Regions from separate parts of the Triticum aestivum genome. Here region 2 is linked to region 1. A link is a contact called in public Hi-C data. All regions are on one chromosome and are shown on one strand. Each heading gives the region's core, a stretch centred on a gene start, on an enhancer-like site or on the middle of the called end of the contact. The rest is flanking DNA. Distances are from core to core; before and after follow the strand shown. Region 1 holds the start of LOC123112400 (OVARIAN TUMOR DOMAIN-containing deubiquitinating enzyme 4). Region 2 holds the start of LOC123112402 (glucosamine 6-phosphate N-acetyltransferase 1-like).

Evidence for each region. A called contact is a pair of places that touch in the nucleus more often than the background predicts.
Region 2: a Hi-C map of leaf shows a contact between it and region 1, with 5 times the contacts expected there. The contact joins the promoter of LOC123112402 here to the promoter of LOC123112400 in region 1. A contact is called at or near these places in 4 of 5 Hi-C or Micro-C datasets (leaf, root and an unstated tissue) and 1 of 1 datasets of contacts at active chromatin or transcription factors (leaf).

What each region holds. Positions count from the first base shown.
Region 1 is chr5B:451,319,277-451,322,767 of IWGSC CS RefSeq v2.1, reverse strand. It overlaps LOC123112400 (OVARIAN TUMOR DOMAIN-containing deubiquitinating enzyme 4), which reads right to left and starts at 1,895. Exons shown (of 8, transcript XM_044533377.1): 1 at 1,691-1,895; 2 at 1,436-1,509; 3 at 411-935; 4 at 219-340; 5 at 59-99. The coding sequence starts at 909.
Region 2 is chr5B:451,612,612-451,616,102 of IWGSC CS RefSeq v2.1, reverse strand. LOC123112402 (glucosamine 6-phosphate N-acetyltransferase 1-like) reads left to right here and starts at 1,512. Exons shown (of 1, transcript XM_044533380.1): 1 at 1,512-2,279. The coding sequence starts at 1,528. The coding sequence ends at 2,022. It overlaps LOC123116405, which reads right to left and starts at 1,334. Exons shown (of 7, transcript XM_044537369.1): 1 at 901-1,334; 2 at 460-672; 3 at 233-382; 4 at 1-51. The coding sequence starts at 1,272.

The DNA of each region.
Region 1 (3,491 bases), core at 646-3,145:
AGCATGTGTAGCACAACATTGCTGTGAAGAAAGAACAACAGCAGGATAAGGAACTAACCATTCAGTCTCTGTCCTTCTCTTGATAAACTCATCAGCAACCTAACAATAAAAAAGTTATATAGAAATTTCAGACAGGACTAACCAAGAAAAAAAATCTTCAGTGTTGAGAACAATATTCATCAAAAGTATGACCTCGGCTTTATACATTATAAACATACCAGTGTTCTTAAATCATCAGCGAGCTTCCTTTGAAGATTCTCACTAGGTATGGGTTTCCCTGACCTAATGCACTCACCATGAGCCACAGAACGGAACAAGCATCTACCATCCCCAGGAATGCCTGCAGGTCGTGTGTGACTACATGCATATAGGCATAATGTATATAGAAACAAAATGTTCCACACACTCACCGGTGACAGAATACTCTGTGTAAACTTTCTTCCCATGAGCACAACTAGAGGATGATTTGGAATCAATGTCATTATCCACCGGACCCCCAGCATTTGCTATCCCAGCAACTGTGAAACTCAAGGAAAGTCCAGCGCCTGTACCCCCTATTTTTTGTGCTAAACTTCTCGTCGTTCTCGACTTCCAGCTAATACTAGAAAACCCGTGATGTGAGGCCATATCAAGCTTAGCATGTAGGATACGATCTCTCGCTGATAATCCGTGTTTAGACTGTTGCTCCAAGCAGGCAAAGCATGTCCCATTTTGCAGATGAGATGATGTTGTGCTCTTAGGAGAAAGACTAACTAAACCCATTTTTGTTTGATAACTGACTGCATGTGAGCGAGAATGCTTCCATAAGGCCATGCTCTGTGACAATCCTCCTTGTAACTGGCTAGGCTGAGAATACATGGTATAGGTGCGGCGTTGCAAACATATAGCAGGCGCGCAACGCAGCAGCATCTGCTTCCAGTTGCACCAAGTATAAACTGAAAAACATGTTCGGACGACCAGCTAAGAATTAGTGGGACATGAGAGCATTGATTCATCTCAAATAAAAAATAAGACAACACACCGAAGTAAGAGTAAATTGATCCAAGGTCAGAGAACCATGATGTGCATCATGTGACAGTAGCATCGTTTAAAAGGAGACTAACGTATGTTTCAGAACAGCTACAGATTGCACAACTATGCAATTTTGCTATGAGAAAAATTATCTGCCAGGAGATTGAGAGCATAGAGGCTGACGACCACATTGAGCTTTAGCGAATTGGCATCACTCCTTTTGAGCTTTGACGGCAAAATAACAGGAAGAAAGGTCCCTGTCTGAATATATGAATTTACTAGTTCGAACATACTGAGCACACACATGCCGGAATATGCTATAAAGAAACTGCATACAAGCTAAACCTGTGGACTTCCCAGAATATGATCCTACAATGGAATTCGCCTCCAAAATCATGAACATTTCAGGCACGAGTAGACTTACCAGAAAACAGAGCTCTATGCTACCACTGATCCCTCTAGTCTCATCGTTATGGCAACAACAGCAGACAAGGTCACCTGGACAGTAGACACACTGCAGTTGAGTACTCAAAAAGATCACAGCACCGGAGGCCATGGGCAATCTACGCTTCATACTATCAAGTTCCAGTGCACCTACTACAGTGCAGGGAAGGTACTAGTACAGATTATACTTCGGAGCAGCCCAAATTAGACATCTGAGGGACCGGGAGATTCGCACCTTCAGGCTTGGGTCTCCGGATCGGAGCGAGCTAATCCGGCAGGGGCAGGGGAGATGCGAGGATGGGGCTGCGGCGGGGACGTGGGTAGCAGTGGAAGGGTTGGTGGAAGCCGGAGAAGCTCAGGCTCCGCCACGCAGAGACAGCCAGAGGCAGAGGCGGAGGGGATTGGTCTACTCTCGCCGGATGGAGCCGAGTAGGCGACGATGGCCGTGGGCTCTAGACGGGCCCATAGACAATGGGCCGCTCCGTGCGATTCTATATTGTCGTTACGCTAGTGGGACAGACCCGCACGGCATTTCCTAAACGGCGCCCGTAGCGCCCGTTTTAGGCTTAACGGTACAGGGCGCACACCCCTTTCACCGCACTGGGCCGGCCCACGTTACTTTTTTTAAAGAAACGCAAAAAACAGAGTCCCACGGTTACTCGAACTGGCGATCTCCTTGCTCAGAGTTCGTTGTCACAACCAACCAGCCAGCCTACTTGACGTGTTTACTACTGGCCTTTTTATTCTTATAATCTTTATTTTAATTTGCTGGAATGGTTTTCTTTTTTTTTCGTTTTTGGAACAGTTTTTTCTTTTTCCTTTTTTATTGTAACGGTTTTGTTCATTTTTTCTTTTCTGCAAAATGTGTGAACATTTTCTGCAAAATCGATGAACTTTTCTAACCAAATTCCATGAACTTTTTTCAAAATTGATGAACTTTTTTTCAAATTCAATGAACTTTTTTTGAAAACTAGTGAACTTTTTTAAATTCAATGAACTATTTTCAATATCCAAAATATGTTCAGATTTTTCGAAATTCGTTTGACTTTTCAGAAAATGTTTCTCGAAATTCCAAATTGTGTTCATGTTTTCGAATTTTGTTCATGTTTCAAAAATAGTTCTGAATTCCAAATTTTTGTTAACCGTATTAAAGAAAAATGTTCACCATACATTGGAAAAATGTTCAGTGTGTATAAAATATGTTCATCATGTATAGAAATTTTGTTCAGCATGCATTCAAAAGGAGTTCATCGTATTTAAAAAAAAGTTCTACGTGTATTTGAATATTGTTCACTATACATTGAAAAAATGTTCAGTGTGTATTAAAAATGTTCATTGTGTAGAGAAATTTTGTTCAGCATGTATTCAAAAAAAGTTCAGCGTATTTTAAAAAAATGTTCAGTGTTCTTTGAATAATGTTCACCCTATACTAAGAAAATGTTCAATGTGTATTCAGAACTATTTTTTAATACGCGGACCTTTTTTTGCATGCCCAAGAACTCCATCCGTAATATTTGAACATATTTTCAATAATTGAAATGTATAAATGCCACAGTGTATTGTGCAATAAATAGCGCGTCTATTTGCTGTTTATTTAAATTTCGCGGTGGGAATATCCGCTAGCAGTTAGGTGGTGCAGTGGCTAGCCTCACCGTGTGGAATCGGGAGGGCGCGAGTGTCATTTTTCTCGTTGCTTTTTTGCGTGATTGTGGGCCGGCCCATCCAAGCGCTGCTGCGGGCGCCAGATCCTTGCGCGGCGCTGAAGGCGCCCTATAGGAGTCCCCGACCCGCACGCTGCCACGAAAAAAAAACAAAAACAGAGTTTTGTTTTGTTAAAAAAAACGTAAACGGAGTTTCGCCTTTTCTCAAATCAAATCTCAGAAAAGAAAAAGGAAACGTGAACAGAGTTTCGTAGGGGGTTTTGGACTTTGGTTTAGCAGCGCGTTTTGCTCTTCGTGCGGACAGTGGACGGTCGTGAGATTATAAATAAATAAAACTGGACTAGTAGCTAAAAACAAACAAACCTGAGAGATGAC
Region 2 (3,491 bases), core at 263-2,762, 290 kb before region 1:
ACATTCCTTCTGAATGTTATACAACTCTTGTTCTGCTGCCAGTGAACTTAGCTGGATATAATTTACAAGCGTCATCACTAAGAATGATGATAAGAGCACATTTGACATTAGCATAAACAATGCATATGCCATGGAAACATGGAGGTGTATATGACCAGCACAAACTATAATCATAAACGAATATAAACACAAAATAGATACTTCCGCCACGGAAAAGTACATTCTTAGTTACCTGATTGTCCCCGCTTAAATGATTATCCACAGAGGATACGACACTCCAAATGTCTGAGAGATCCGACATCCGGCGCTCCTCATGATCCACAAGACTTACACTAGTCCTATCAACTACATCGCTCTTTGCATCATCCATTCCACAGAAATCCTGCACATTTGTCCAGCATAAGAGAATATAAGGGAGACAAAAGCAACTCTGGGAGCATACTCTTTGTAAACATATACCTTTGTCTTGTAAGGAGTAGCAGCAGTCACCAGCTGTGAGCACGCACAGCATCTGGTTCCCTCCTCATCCATTAGCTTCTTGCTGCTTACCAACTCAACCTTTTCACTCTGGGTGGAAATGAAGCTGTCGCACTTGACATATTGCTGTTGCAGGGAGTGCATCTCGGACAACAGATCATCCAGCTTCTGCTGCATGCTTTGCAGCACCTCATCCTGCACAACGAAAACATTATTTTGTTGTTCACTTGTACTGCTGATTCAACACGCTATTTTTTTTTAAAAAAAATTGCTAGAATACAAATGTGCACCGTCTTAGTGGAGGTGGAGATCTCATATAATAACTCGTTTAAACAGCAGAAACTTATACAGGCACTTGATAGCATTGGGTGGCCACTGTGTATCCAAATAAGATCGAAACGGAAGAGATGAGAAGAAGCAAACCCTGAAATGAATCGATCGCTGGAGCTGCTCGATGCGGCGGGCCGCGTGGGAGCGGGAGGAGGCGGCCGCCACGGTGGCGACGAGGAGGACGCGGTGCATCGGGCTGAAGAGCTCCCACGCCGTCGCCTCGTCCGACGGGAGGCCCGGCGCGGCCGCATCAGCGGACGCCGCCTCCTCGGCGCCGACGAGGCGGCCCTGGAGGGAGACCCACGCGTGGCGCCGCGGGCTCGCCGGCTCACGGAAACGGCTCGAGAGGGCGCATCGGCGCCGGGAGGACGACGAGGAGGAGCGAACGGACACGCGGGACGGAGGCGGCTCCGGGGGCGGGGTCGCCTCGCCGGCGGCGGGGGCGGGGGCGGGGGCGGCGACCATGGAGACGTGACGCGTTTCGATTTTGGGATTTTTCCGGCTGTGTTTGGGGCTTTGGGCGGGTGGCTTCGGGAAAGTGGTTTTCGAAATGCCAAGTTGAAGCGACGTGTGTAACGGGCGAATCTTTGTAGATCCGGCCCATGAGTTCAGTCCCTGTAAAGGCCCAATCAAAATGTAACAGGGCCTGGTACTAACACCAATTGGGCCTTATTTGACGTCCCTCCGTCTCCCAGGCCGAAATAGTCAGACGGCACGCCGATGGAACAACCGCAAGCAGCCATGGCGTCGGAGGCCGGCGCCGGCGTCGACGCCGACGCGTACCGCATCCGGCCGCTCGAGCTCGGCGACCTCTCCAAGGGCTTCTGCGACCTCCTCGCGCAGCTCTCCCCCTCCGCGCCCCTCACCGAGGACTCCTTCCGCTCCCGCTTCGCCGAGCTCGCGGCCCTGGGCGGCGACCACCTCGTCCTCGTCGCCGAGGACGCCGGCACGGGCCGCATCGCCGCCGCGGGGGCGGTTCTCGTGGAGCGCAAGTTCATCCGCCGCTGCGGCACCGTGGGGCACGTGGAGGACGTGGTGGTGGACGCCGCGGCGCGCGGCCGGGGGCTCGGGGAGCGCGTCGTGCGCCGCCTCGTGGAGCACGCGAGTGCGAGGGGGTGCTACAAGGTTATACTGAACTGCACTCCGGAGCTGAGGGGGTTCTACGCCAAGTGCGGATTCATGGAGAAGAACGTCCAGATGGGGCTCTACTTCTGATCTAGGTTCAGCCTTCTCGGATGGATCTCTCCCTGGTGATGTTTTCTAGCTGTTGCCTGTATCTATATCTATGAAACGTGACGGAATAATTTGCGCTTTTATGGTTTGCTCTCAATTAGTTCAAAGATTTATGTTATCTGTCAATCCTTGCTGCTTTTGCATGAACTGGTAGTGATCGATATGGGTTGCACTGATAACTACTACCAGGTCAAAATGTTCCGCATTTTTTGTTATTCTGATGAACACAGCTTGTTGAAGTTGTATTGAGATGATTACATCCAAATATCCAGTCTCAGGCTTGCAGATAATTTTCCCTTGAAAATACTAAAAGTAATCTTGGAACCTCGGGGAAAAAAGTTATGTTGTAACATCATTTTGATTACACGTTTGCATTGGTAAAACAAAGAATACTACGAAATAAGAAAGCAAATCATTTCTAACTGTGTTTGGACACTGGTGAGATTGTAAAAAGGGGAAGGGCTGAATATTTGGGGAGAAGGCGGACTATTTTAGCATCTGTTGAATGTGTGACTTAACAGGACATCGATTTTAGTGAATGAAGATTATTTTTACCAGAAACTCATGGATGGATGTGTTTTATTTTTCGAACTGTTATCTGTCAATCCTTGCAACTGGTATTGTTGGCTACGCATGCTGGAGCCGTATTTTGATATTTCACTTGAAGGTACTAAAAGTAATCTTGGAACAGCAGGAAAAAAAAGTTATGTAACAACATTTTTATTACACATTTGCACTGGGAAGATTAAGAATACACAATAAGAAAGCAAATTATTTTAGCTGTGTTTGGACACTGTTGAGATTGTAAAAAGTGAAATGGCTGAATATTTGAGGAGAAGACAGACTATTTTAGCATCTGTTGAATGTGTGACTTAACAGGACATCGATTTTGGTGAATGAAGATTATTTTAACAGAAACTCATGGACGGTGGAATTAATGTTCACTGCGGCAAAAAAAAGGTACATGTGGAACTGTAATTGTCCGTTTTATTTTTGGTATTGTTTAGAAGATGTGGTGATCTGTTCAAGGTATTTGCATATGCACGGTTCTAAAATGAAGATGGGTTACTGATAAATGAGTTTTTAAGGTGCCTGTGAAATTTGCTATAGAATAGTATGTCTACAAAACGTGCTGTAGAATAGTATGTTTTTCTGCATGTACTTCTGTTTACTTATCATGTTTACTATGTTAGGGATACTTCATTCTTTGTCACACTGCACTATTTTTCTTTTGATGAAATTTTCCTATAGCATTGTTTTGTGATTATGTAAATGAATATGCTAGTCATCTAAATTTTTGCAATTCAACTTCTAGTGACAAAATTGTACAGTTTGAATCTCAAGATGGCCTTCTACCATCCTTTGGCACTCATCTTTCCCCACCACCAAAAAAGGGAAAAGAAAAACTTTTGGCACTATTTGAGTTGGAGGATGGTGTTACTGTGTTAGGG